Linked DNA regions of Mus musculus: region 2 is linked to region 1. A link is a contact called in public promoter capture Hi-C data. All regions are on one chromosome and are shown on one strand. Each heading gives the region's core, a stretch centred on a gene start, on an enhancer-like site or on the middle of the called end of the contact. The rest is flanking DNA. Distances are from core to core; before and after follow the strand shown.

Region 1 (4,191 bases), core at 1,501-4,000:
TACATTGGCATCCATGGTCCCTTAGCAGATGGCCTCACACTGGCGTGTGCTTCTTATTTCATTGGGGAGGGTTGGTATCTCATTAAATAAAACTTTCAGTGTAAAGCAGTTACTCACCCCCCCCCCCGCCCCGCCCACGGCACAGTGCATGCTGTCTCAAGCATGCAGAGAACAGCGCAGCCTCAGAGGAGTCCCACTTAGTGCCTGAGCCCTGAGACCGTTCTCCTATAAGTTGAGCAGACACTTGCCTGACATGCAGCTGAGGGTCAGAAACTGTGAAGGCTTGAGAATCGTGACATATTGCTGAGAGAGGTTCAGTCACATCAGACATGAATGTTGCAAACAATAGTGTGAACCCATGGAAGATGTGGCTTAAACAATTGACTTATTTTTGAGTCCTCATAGATCGTCATATCGAAGTCACAGGCTTCTTTTGCTCTGTGGCTGTGCTCCTCAGTCTGCCCTGTCTTCTGCCCCAGAGTCATGACAGCTTCCCTTTCCATTGTCATCAGCAGACAGGGTACAGGGCATGCGTTTCACCTGCCTGACCACAGTGATGGAAATCAGTGCCGAGAAGAGCACCAGGAGTTTCCAGGTAGCCATTGCCCCCCAGAAGCCTGCCTGTCGGTGTGGGGTGGGTCTGCCCTTGGGCCCCCTCCTCTCCTAAGCTGTGTTGGGTATAGGTGTGCAGAGGTGACGTGGGGCACTGTCTTTCTTGCCCATGCAACCAGACTTACATTTCAGTCTTTACTAAAGCTCCTCTAGCCAGGCAGGTAGCAAGTCCTCGGTCCTCTGCTCCCGTCCAGAACAGTGCCCGCCTGCCAGTCCTCTTGTGTCTGCTGTTTTTCCCCTACAGTAGCAGTCACTGCTGTCATGGCCCTCTGTCCCCTCCCTCTCCCTCTTTCTCCTCCTGTGACTCCCAATTTGTGAGGACCGGTGAGACAAGTTCCCTCACTGACCCGGGAGCTCACGGATTGAGCCTGGGTTCCAGGGATCCTGTCTCCCACCTGGGATCAGAGGTGCATGCCACCAGGCCTGGCTTTTGCATGGGTCCTGAGAATCCGAGTTACTCTGGCCTGTTCCACTATCCTTAAAGTTTGGCTTCACTTAGTAGTCTTGGTTCCTGCAGATGTTGCGCTGGTGGTCATTGTTGGATTGTGTCACTGTGGCTGTCACAGTAGTTCATCTGTGGAGCCACTTAGGATACAACAATCCCATTTCTTCTTCACATATAACTTATTAATGACCTCTTGGTTTTCTGAATTTACTTCTAAAACCACGGCTATACTTGTTAAATCCCTTAAGAGTTTCCCTGCGTCCCAGGCAGATTGATGTCACTGTGTCCTGCAGATATTCCCCAGCCGGCTGAGTCCCTGGGCCTGCTTTCCCGGCCACCCATCTTCCCTTTTCTCACCGCCCACGTGTTCTGTAGAACAGTGTGTCCTCCAGTGTTCTTCCTGAGAAGGCGTGGGGGTCAAGTTTGAGATCTTGGGTGTCTAAAAGCACTGTATGGTTTGAGCATTGAGAGTAATGTGTCTCCTGGAGAGGCCAGGCTGAGAGTGAGGTCACCTCAGGAGTTGCTTCTGTGTTTAGTGTTGCCTTCCCATACCCAAGCTTTCCTTGGTGCCCAGGATCCCTGTCTGTCATTTGTAACTGTGTACATCTAAGGCTAAGAAGCTGATTGGACACTGTGCAGAGGCTAGGAGAGCTTGTCAGAGATACTCTGTATCTTGGTACAGGGCAGAAACCCCCCAGATCTGCAGCTCCTGACTGGAGTCATTGTGTCTCCGAAAACTAATCTGGCAGCTTCCTGTTGGTTGTGGAAGGCCAAGTGGGCCATGGGGCAGGATCCGCCCCTTGGAGATGAAGGCTTCTTCTAGGAAGATGACCCAGTGGGTAAAACCCTTGTGTGCAAGGACAGGGACCTGAGTTCCAGTCCCCAGCATCACATCAAATCTGGGAGTGGTGGTGCACACCTGGAACCTGGGGTGCGAAGACAGGCCCTAGGGACTCACTGGCCAAACAGCCCAACTGAACCCGTAAATCCCTGGTCCAATCCATATGAAGAGCAAGAGAGGAAGACCTGCTCTGGGACTCTGGTCTCCCTGTGTGTAACCAAGTACGTGAGCCTGTGCATGCATGCACTCATGTTCACACTAAATGAAGACTTTCATAAGGACCTTTCCAGCTCCTAGCATGCCTTCTGTGCAGGGCCATGCTTCACATGTTAACACATGTGAGCAGCCCCCTGACCAGGACTTGCTGGGCAGACCTCACTCACCAAATGTGATGTGTTGTGTTCACAAAGTCCAATCCAGTCCAATCTGCCCTGCAGACCCTGCTCAGCTTGCAGGTGTGACTGTGCTGTGGGAAACAAGGGCGAAGAAGCTCCGAGGTGAGGTTCAGAGCCAGAGATGGTCCACGCCTTCCTGTACTCCCTTGCCATCTTCAAGGTTTTCAGAGGCCCTGTCTAAATGTAGGTGCTTCCGTGGCATAGGAGAAGGCTGCTTCAACAGCAAACGGCTTTGATACACAGTAGGTTGTGAATCTGGCTCAAGTTTCTGGAAATGTTGAGTGATGAAAGTCTTGAAGCCACCATGTGAGCAAGTGGTTCAAATAGCGTGCCTGCCGCGTAGTAGGAGCAGCTGCTGTGGACAGAGCCTAGACCCCTAACCTAATCCTAAAGCTGTCCCAAGGATGCTAATATGCTAGACTGCTCCAAGGTTGCAGAGAGTCAGCTTAGGTTTATCCTGCTGGTCAGGGCAGGAAGTGCGGCTTAGCAGAACCTCCCGAAACTATGTATAGGAATGTTCTGGACTGTCTTAGAGCCCCGCCCCCACCTCCATTAGACTCGCTGTGTTTGTGGGTGAGCAGCCTTCAGGACTTGCTGCTTGAGGACAGCCGCAGGGAGGAAGACCAGGATTTGTAAATAGCTCTTTTCTTGAGCTGCCAAAAAGGAAGAGCGTTGGGTGGAGAGGATGTGGCTGCCATCCTGTCCAGAGCTAAAATCCAAACAGGGAGATTATAGGTCTATGATCTAGTGGAGTTCATTTGCTTGGTCTGTTCCCTGGACCCCAAAATCTTTAGGTCAGAGAAAAATGGCTGGGGAGGCTGGGGGTGCGCCATGTCCTTGTCAACTGCTGGGGTTTTGAGGGAGTGTGATGCTGGTGTAATCACCGCTGCAGTCCTGCTGGGGGCTGTTGCCCTTGGTATTGTAGGAGGTAGACAGCGCCTGTTGGGTTGCTGAGCTAGCAAGGCTGCTTCATGCTACTTCCCATCTCCCTTATGGCATTTCTGTAAGAACCAAAAGCACTCTGAAGGGGTGCCAAGCGCTGCCTAACTGTTGCTTCCAGTCTCTCATTGACCTGGCTTGTGACTCGCTTTTAGATGCTAATGGGATGTTTTATACTAGACTCCCTTGTAGGAGCCCCCCTCTCTCCTTGATTTTCCACGTCATTTCCTTTCCATCCTCCTGTTATCATCAAGTACACTTAGGCAAGCTGGTTTTGGAAATGGGAGGAGTAGAGGGATCAAGGCTTCATGGTGGACAGGGTCAGCATGTGCTTCAGGCTTACTGTCTGGCCTTCTTCACCTTGTTTGTCAATGACACCAGTGTCAAATCACAGATGTCTCACACTTTCCATTTCCTGTTAACTCACTTAACTGCCAAGTATGGAGCACGTGGAAGTATGAAGTGCATTTCCAGTGTCTCGAAATGTACGTGTTGTAGAAGGACTCACAAAGCTCCTCCCTCCCAGTAACACTTCAGACACTGCATCTGAGTGGATCTGTTCAGTGCTTGTGCCTGGCACATTGCTTTCAGTGAATGGTCCTCCAGATTCGTTTCTTCTGTTGCAAATGATGGGATTTCCCTTCCTTTTCAAGAGTGAGTAATAGTCTACTTTCTTTTCCTGCTCACCAGTTAAAGGACCCTCCTGCCGATTAGCTACTATAACACAGTCCTAAGTGTGGGCATGCTCAACGCTCTCCGGTCATTGCTTTGGGTAGATGTTTGTACAAGGTAGTGGTTGCTGGATCATGGCACACCCGTGTTGCTTTCTGTGAGGCTGAGTTCACATTCCCAACAGCAGTGTCGAGGCCGTGCTTGACGCCCTTAACAGCTCCTACCTTTCGTCTCTTTTGCAGTGACTGTTCTGACAGACACGCAGTAAAGTCAAGTAGGTTTGAGTT
Region 2 (4,251 bases), core at 1,368-3,867, 81 kb after region 1:
GTTACCCAGACTGTGCCTCCTATTGGGTCCCTCTTTGGGGTCAAGGAACTGGTGGAAGCCAGAACAAGCCTTTCCTGCTTGCTGTGTACAGCGGGAGCTCCTAGAGACCCTAAGGCTGGAGAGCTCAGGTCATACTCCATGCTTGCCAAGTACAATTCTAAATGAGCTCGATACCCCACACACACCTCAACCCTCTCCTACAGCCCCCATGTCTCTGACCCTCCCCAGGCCTCTCAGCAAGGCAGCCGCCACCGACTGACAGCTCAAGAACTAGTTCACCTGGGCAAGGGGCCTGGCTGCCTCGGTCCTTGTGAAATGTCATTTATCCCATGGTGAAGGCACATGAGGCTGAGATAGACTGGTCCCTAGGTCCAGCTGATCTCAGGAACACAGGGCTGAGACCTGTGACACATACAGACGGAGACTGGTGCTGTTCCCAGTGGCAGCCTCCAGTCTTTGCCCACTGCTGCCCGCCCAGCTGAGCCCCACCTCTCCCGAAGCTCTCCATCCCCACCCAGTTCCCTCCTCCCATAACTACTAGACAACCAGTTGTTACAATGTATTGTTTAGAGAAGAGTCTGAGTGTTCAGCACCTAAGCTTCTATGCAGTCAGCCCTCTGTCCAATAGCAATGGATCTCAGCCATTGGTGTTTGAAGTACCAGCACAGACCCAAAACCCATGCCGCGTAACCACTGTTGGTGACCTTGAATGGTGCTGAGCTTTGTAAGGAATCGAGGTGTAAGCCATTGTGGAAAAGGTTGCAAGCTGAGTCAGGATAGGGTCTGTTGGGGCAGCAAGATGCAAACGCTGTCTCCTTCCTGTGGGGGCAGTGTCTGGGCTTGTGTGTGGTGGGCAGGGGTGCACTCTACAGGCCAGGAAAAGCAGCTGCAAGAGCCACTGAGCTCTTTAAGCTTTGGCTGGTGGTGTCCTCTGTAGGATATTTTTCCCATACCCAGGACAAAGGAGCTAAAGAGGCAAAGGTGGGGCCACCAGGTCATAGTCAGCATTCAATGACCCAAGCTACTTAGCACATCTAAGTACAAGGTGGGGTAGAAAGAATCCAGAAAGAGGTCCAGAAGCAGCCACTCCAGACCTACAGATGTAATTCCAGGTTGGTAGGAAAGACAGCTCACTAAAGAAACAAACAGCTTCTACCTGGAAGAGAAGAAAGCTGGTTTGAGAACATCACTATATACAAAGGAAAATGCCAGTGCTTAAAGAATAACTCTAGAAGGGCTTGCCAAGCCTGGCATCCCGAGATGCCCCGTGGGACCCCAGTGCTTTCAGCGTGTGAAAGGAAGGGCTTGACAGAGCTAACAAGGTCATCAGGCGGAGCCATAAGGACAGCTACCAGATCAACTACAGAAATATGTACATCACCTAGAAGCTGGCCCCGGGATTTGTGCATGGTGGGCAGGGAGTGTGTCCTGCAGCCAAAGAGAAGTAGCTGAACTAACCTGCTCACAGAGAAAGGTCTATTTCCTCACTGAAGAAGACACAAAAAGGCAAGCAGGGAAGGCCTGGTAGAGAGTAACCAAAGGGCTTTGTGTGTGCAAATCATGCAGAACATGGAGCAGGGACCCCCACATAGATGCCTTGCCCGGGACATGAAGCTCTCATTCCAATGAGAATGGTGTCCTGAGACAGCAGCCATGGGCTGGCTACTGCTCACAAAGCTCCTGCCAATGTGGGGTGCCCGCACTGACTTTGAGACATGTGCCCATATCCTTTACACAAATGGTGCCCTGTGCATCTCTGGCCTAGCAGGTGCAATGCTTGTGTTTAATCTGGCCCAGCGTGGGGTTACACACCTGTAACCCCTTCACAGGGAGGGGAAAAGAAAGATCAGACTTCAGGATGAGCCCTGGAGAGCCGGCTCAGTGTTAGGAGCACTGACTGCTCTTGCAGAGGACCAGAGTTCAGTTCCCAGCACCCACATGGCACTTCTTCCGGTACTGCATGTACAAGACACACAGATTTCAAGATGAGCTTTGACTCCATAAAATTTACTCTCACAACTGGACATGATGGCACACACCTTTAATTCCCAGCCCTTGGGAGGCAGAGGCAGGAGGATCTCTGAGTTCTAGGCCAGAAGTACCAGTGAGAGAAACCTGTCTCAAAACAAAACAAAAAAATACAATTGTTTCTCATGGTTGTTACAGTGAGACAGCCTTGAGGGCTACAGGTGTGGAGTCAGTCAGCCCTGAGGCCTGCAGGTGGAGTCACACTGCTTTAGTTCAGATCTAAATTCTGCTACTACATATATACATTCTGGAACATTCTGATGGCCAGGTGCCTCAGTTTTTCCGTCTGTGTGACCAAGATTAACAGAGAGGCTAACAAGTGTGGTGCACTTGGGAAGCAGGCATGTGGCCTGCCAGCTGTCCCCACTGTCCCTGTGGGACTCGGGTTCTGTAGCTTCTCTACCCTCGGCTGCTCTGTTCAGATAGTGGCGAGGCAGCGAGAATGCTGAGTAAAGCTTAGCCTGGACCCCTTCCTCCAGCAGTGAGCCCTGTTTCAATAGTCCTGTCTGATTCCTGCAGCATCTGTCCCTCCCCCAGGCTAAGGTGTGTCTGTGGGGAGCACAGTACCATGCGTTCCGGGCATGGGCAGGTTTGCCAACAGCTTACTCTGGCTGCTGGCCAGGGCGTCCAGTGTTCTGCCTTCTCTTAGTGGCTGTGATGGAGAAACATTTGCTGTGGCATCACGGCAGGCTGACCTGACTGGACACCAGGCCTCGTGTAGGAAAGACCTAACATCCTCTCTTTCTCAGGGGTCTAATGTGATGGAAGAGCAGGACCTGAGGGAGATTGGCATCAGTGACCCACAGCACCGGCGGAAGCTGCTGCAGGCTGCACGCTCCTTGCCCAAGGTGACCACTCCAGGCCTTGGCCCTCCTGACCCCATGGACCAGAGGTTCTCAACCTGTGGGCTACAACCCCTTTGGGGTCACAGGGGTCATATCTAACATATCAGATATCCTGCATGTTAGAAATTTACAGTTTACAACAGTAGCAAAATTACAGTTATGAAGTAGCAACAAAAATAATTCTAGGGTTGAGTGTCACCACACCATGAGGAACTAGATTAAAGGGTCACACGCAACATTAGAAAGGTTGAGAACCGCTGGCCTAGACCCAAAGCCGAAAAGGAGCCTGGCTCTGAGACGTGCAGATCTCATCCTGTCTCTTCCCTCATCAGAGCCCAGCAGGCCCAGGGTCTTCCTGCTTCTCTGTAAAGCTCTCAGGCCCTTGGAGGGTAGCAGGGCTTCAGGGAAGTGAGGGCCTTGTCTGGCCAACTGAGGAGGTTCTGGGATCCTCTTGGCACAGAGCTAATTCCAAGGGCTTGGCCTGTCACTCGAGCCGCCTCTGGAGTCTCTTAACTCATTAGAGGACAGGCTGGCCTACCTTGACCCCAGAGAAGCCCTAGAGGAGCATTCTCTGAGACCACAGTCACCACCCCTGACTGTCACTGTCATGGCCAGCATGCCCTTAGTCCTTTCACCAGAGCTCAGGAAGTGACTCTTGGAGCTAGCTCAAGGAGAAGCATCCTCACCCCTCCTCCCCGTCTTCCTCACCTACCAGCACCTCCTTGCCCACACCCAGCAGCCTCTGCATCCCAGAGTGGTGGTGTGCCAAGGGAAGGCACAGGGTAGTTCTTTCCCTGTGACTCAGGGATGCTTTCCCTGCCTCCTCGCACCACAGGTGAAGGCCCTTGGCTATGACGGGGTCAGCCCCACCTCAGTGCCCTCATGGCTGGACTCGCTGGGGCTGCAGGACTATGTCCACTCTTTCCTGTCCAGTGGCTACAGCTCCATCGACACTGTGAAGAACCTCTGGGAGCTAGAGCTTGTCAATGTGAGTGTCCCTGGGAGGCCGGGGGCCCTGTCCCGCCCCACCCCACCCACTGACTGCTCCTCTGCCCCTCTGTAGGTCCTGAAAGTTCACCTGCTGGGCCACCGCAAGCGCATTATCGCCTCTCTAGCAGACAGGCCCTATGAGGAGCCACCCCAGAAGCCTCCAAGGTTTTCCCAGCTAAGAGTGAGTTCACAAGCACACTTTGTGCATTAGTCCTGGTCACATGACTCTTGGGATAGCACACAACAGTCCCTGCCCTTGCCCGCTGGGCTCATGCACAGGAGAGTGGGTTCTCACCTTTTTAAAGGTGATACCTCTTGTTTGTACCCAGAATCCTTGGGGTGGTTCTTAATGAAGGCCCAGCACTATAACTATAGAAAAGAAGTTAAC

What was found. Capture Hi-C pulls out chosen DNA fragments and counts their contacts.
Region 2: a contact with region 1 is called in a promoter capture Hi-C map of liver, with 1.8 times the contacts expected there. The contact joins two enhancer-like sites. A contact is called at or near these places in 2 of 39 promoter capture datasets (both in embryonic stem cells), 5 of 15 datasets of contacts at CTCF or cohesin (the NIH/3T3 cell line, embryonic stem cells, large pre-B cells and 1 more), 143 of 484 Hi-C or Micro-C datasets (the 63-12 cell line, the AML12 cell line, B cells and 80 more), 19 of 115 datasets of contacts at active chromatin or transcription factors (CD4 single positive thymocytes, the HPC-7 cell line, VIP interneurons and 10 more) and 3 of 9 other capture datasets (adipose tissue, liver and pancreatic islet).

What each region holds. Positions count from the first base shown.
Region 1 is chr17:27,966,736-27,970,926 of GRCm38.p6, forward strand. All of the region lies in intron 1 of Anks1 (ankyrin repeat and SAM domain containing 1), which reads left to right. Among named protein-coding and RNA genes, the nearest start is that of Gm35290, 38 kb to the right of the region's middle. Within about 2 kb of position 2,751, at least 32 of the 459 cell types and tissues checked have an H3K27ac peak or open chromatin away from gene starts, as enhancers often do. A contact at or near this core is called in liver, where this site is marked.
Region 2 is chr17:28,047,789-28,052,039 of GRCm38.p6, forward strand. It overlaps Anks1 (ankyrin repeat and SAM domain containing 1), which reads left to right. Exons shown (of 25, transcript NM_181413.4): 15 at 2,778-2,876; 16 at 3,709-3,861; 17 at 3,937-4,044. Among named protein-coding and RNA genes, the nearest start is that of Tcp11, 31 kb to the right of the region's middle. Within about 2 kb of position 2,618, at least 5 of the 459 cell types and tissues checked have an H3K27ac peak or open chromatin away from gene starts, as enhancers often do. A contact at or near this core is called in liver, where this site is marked.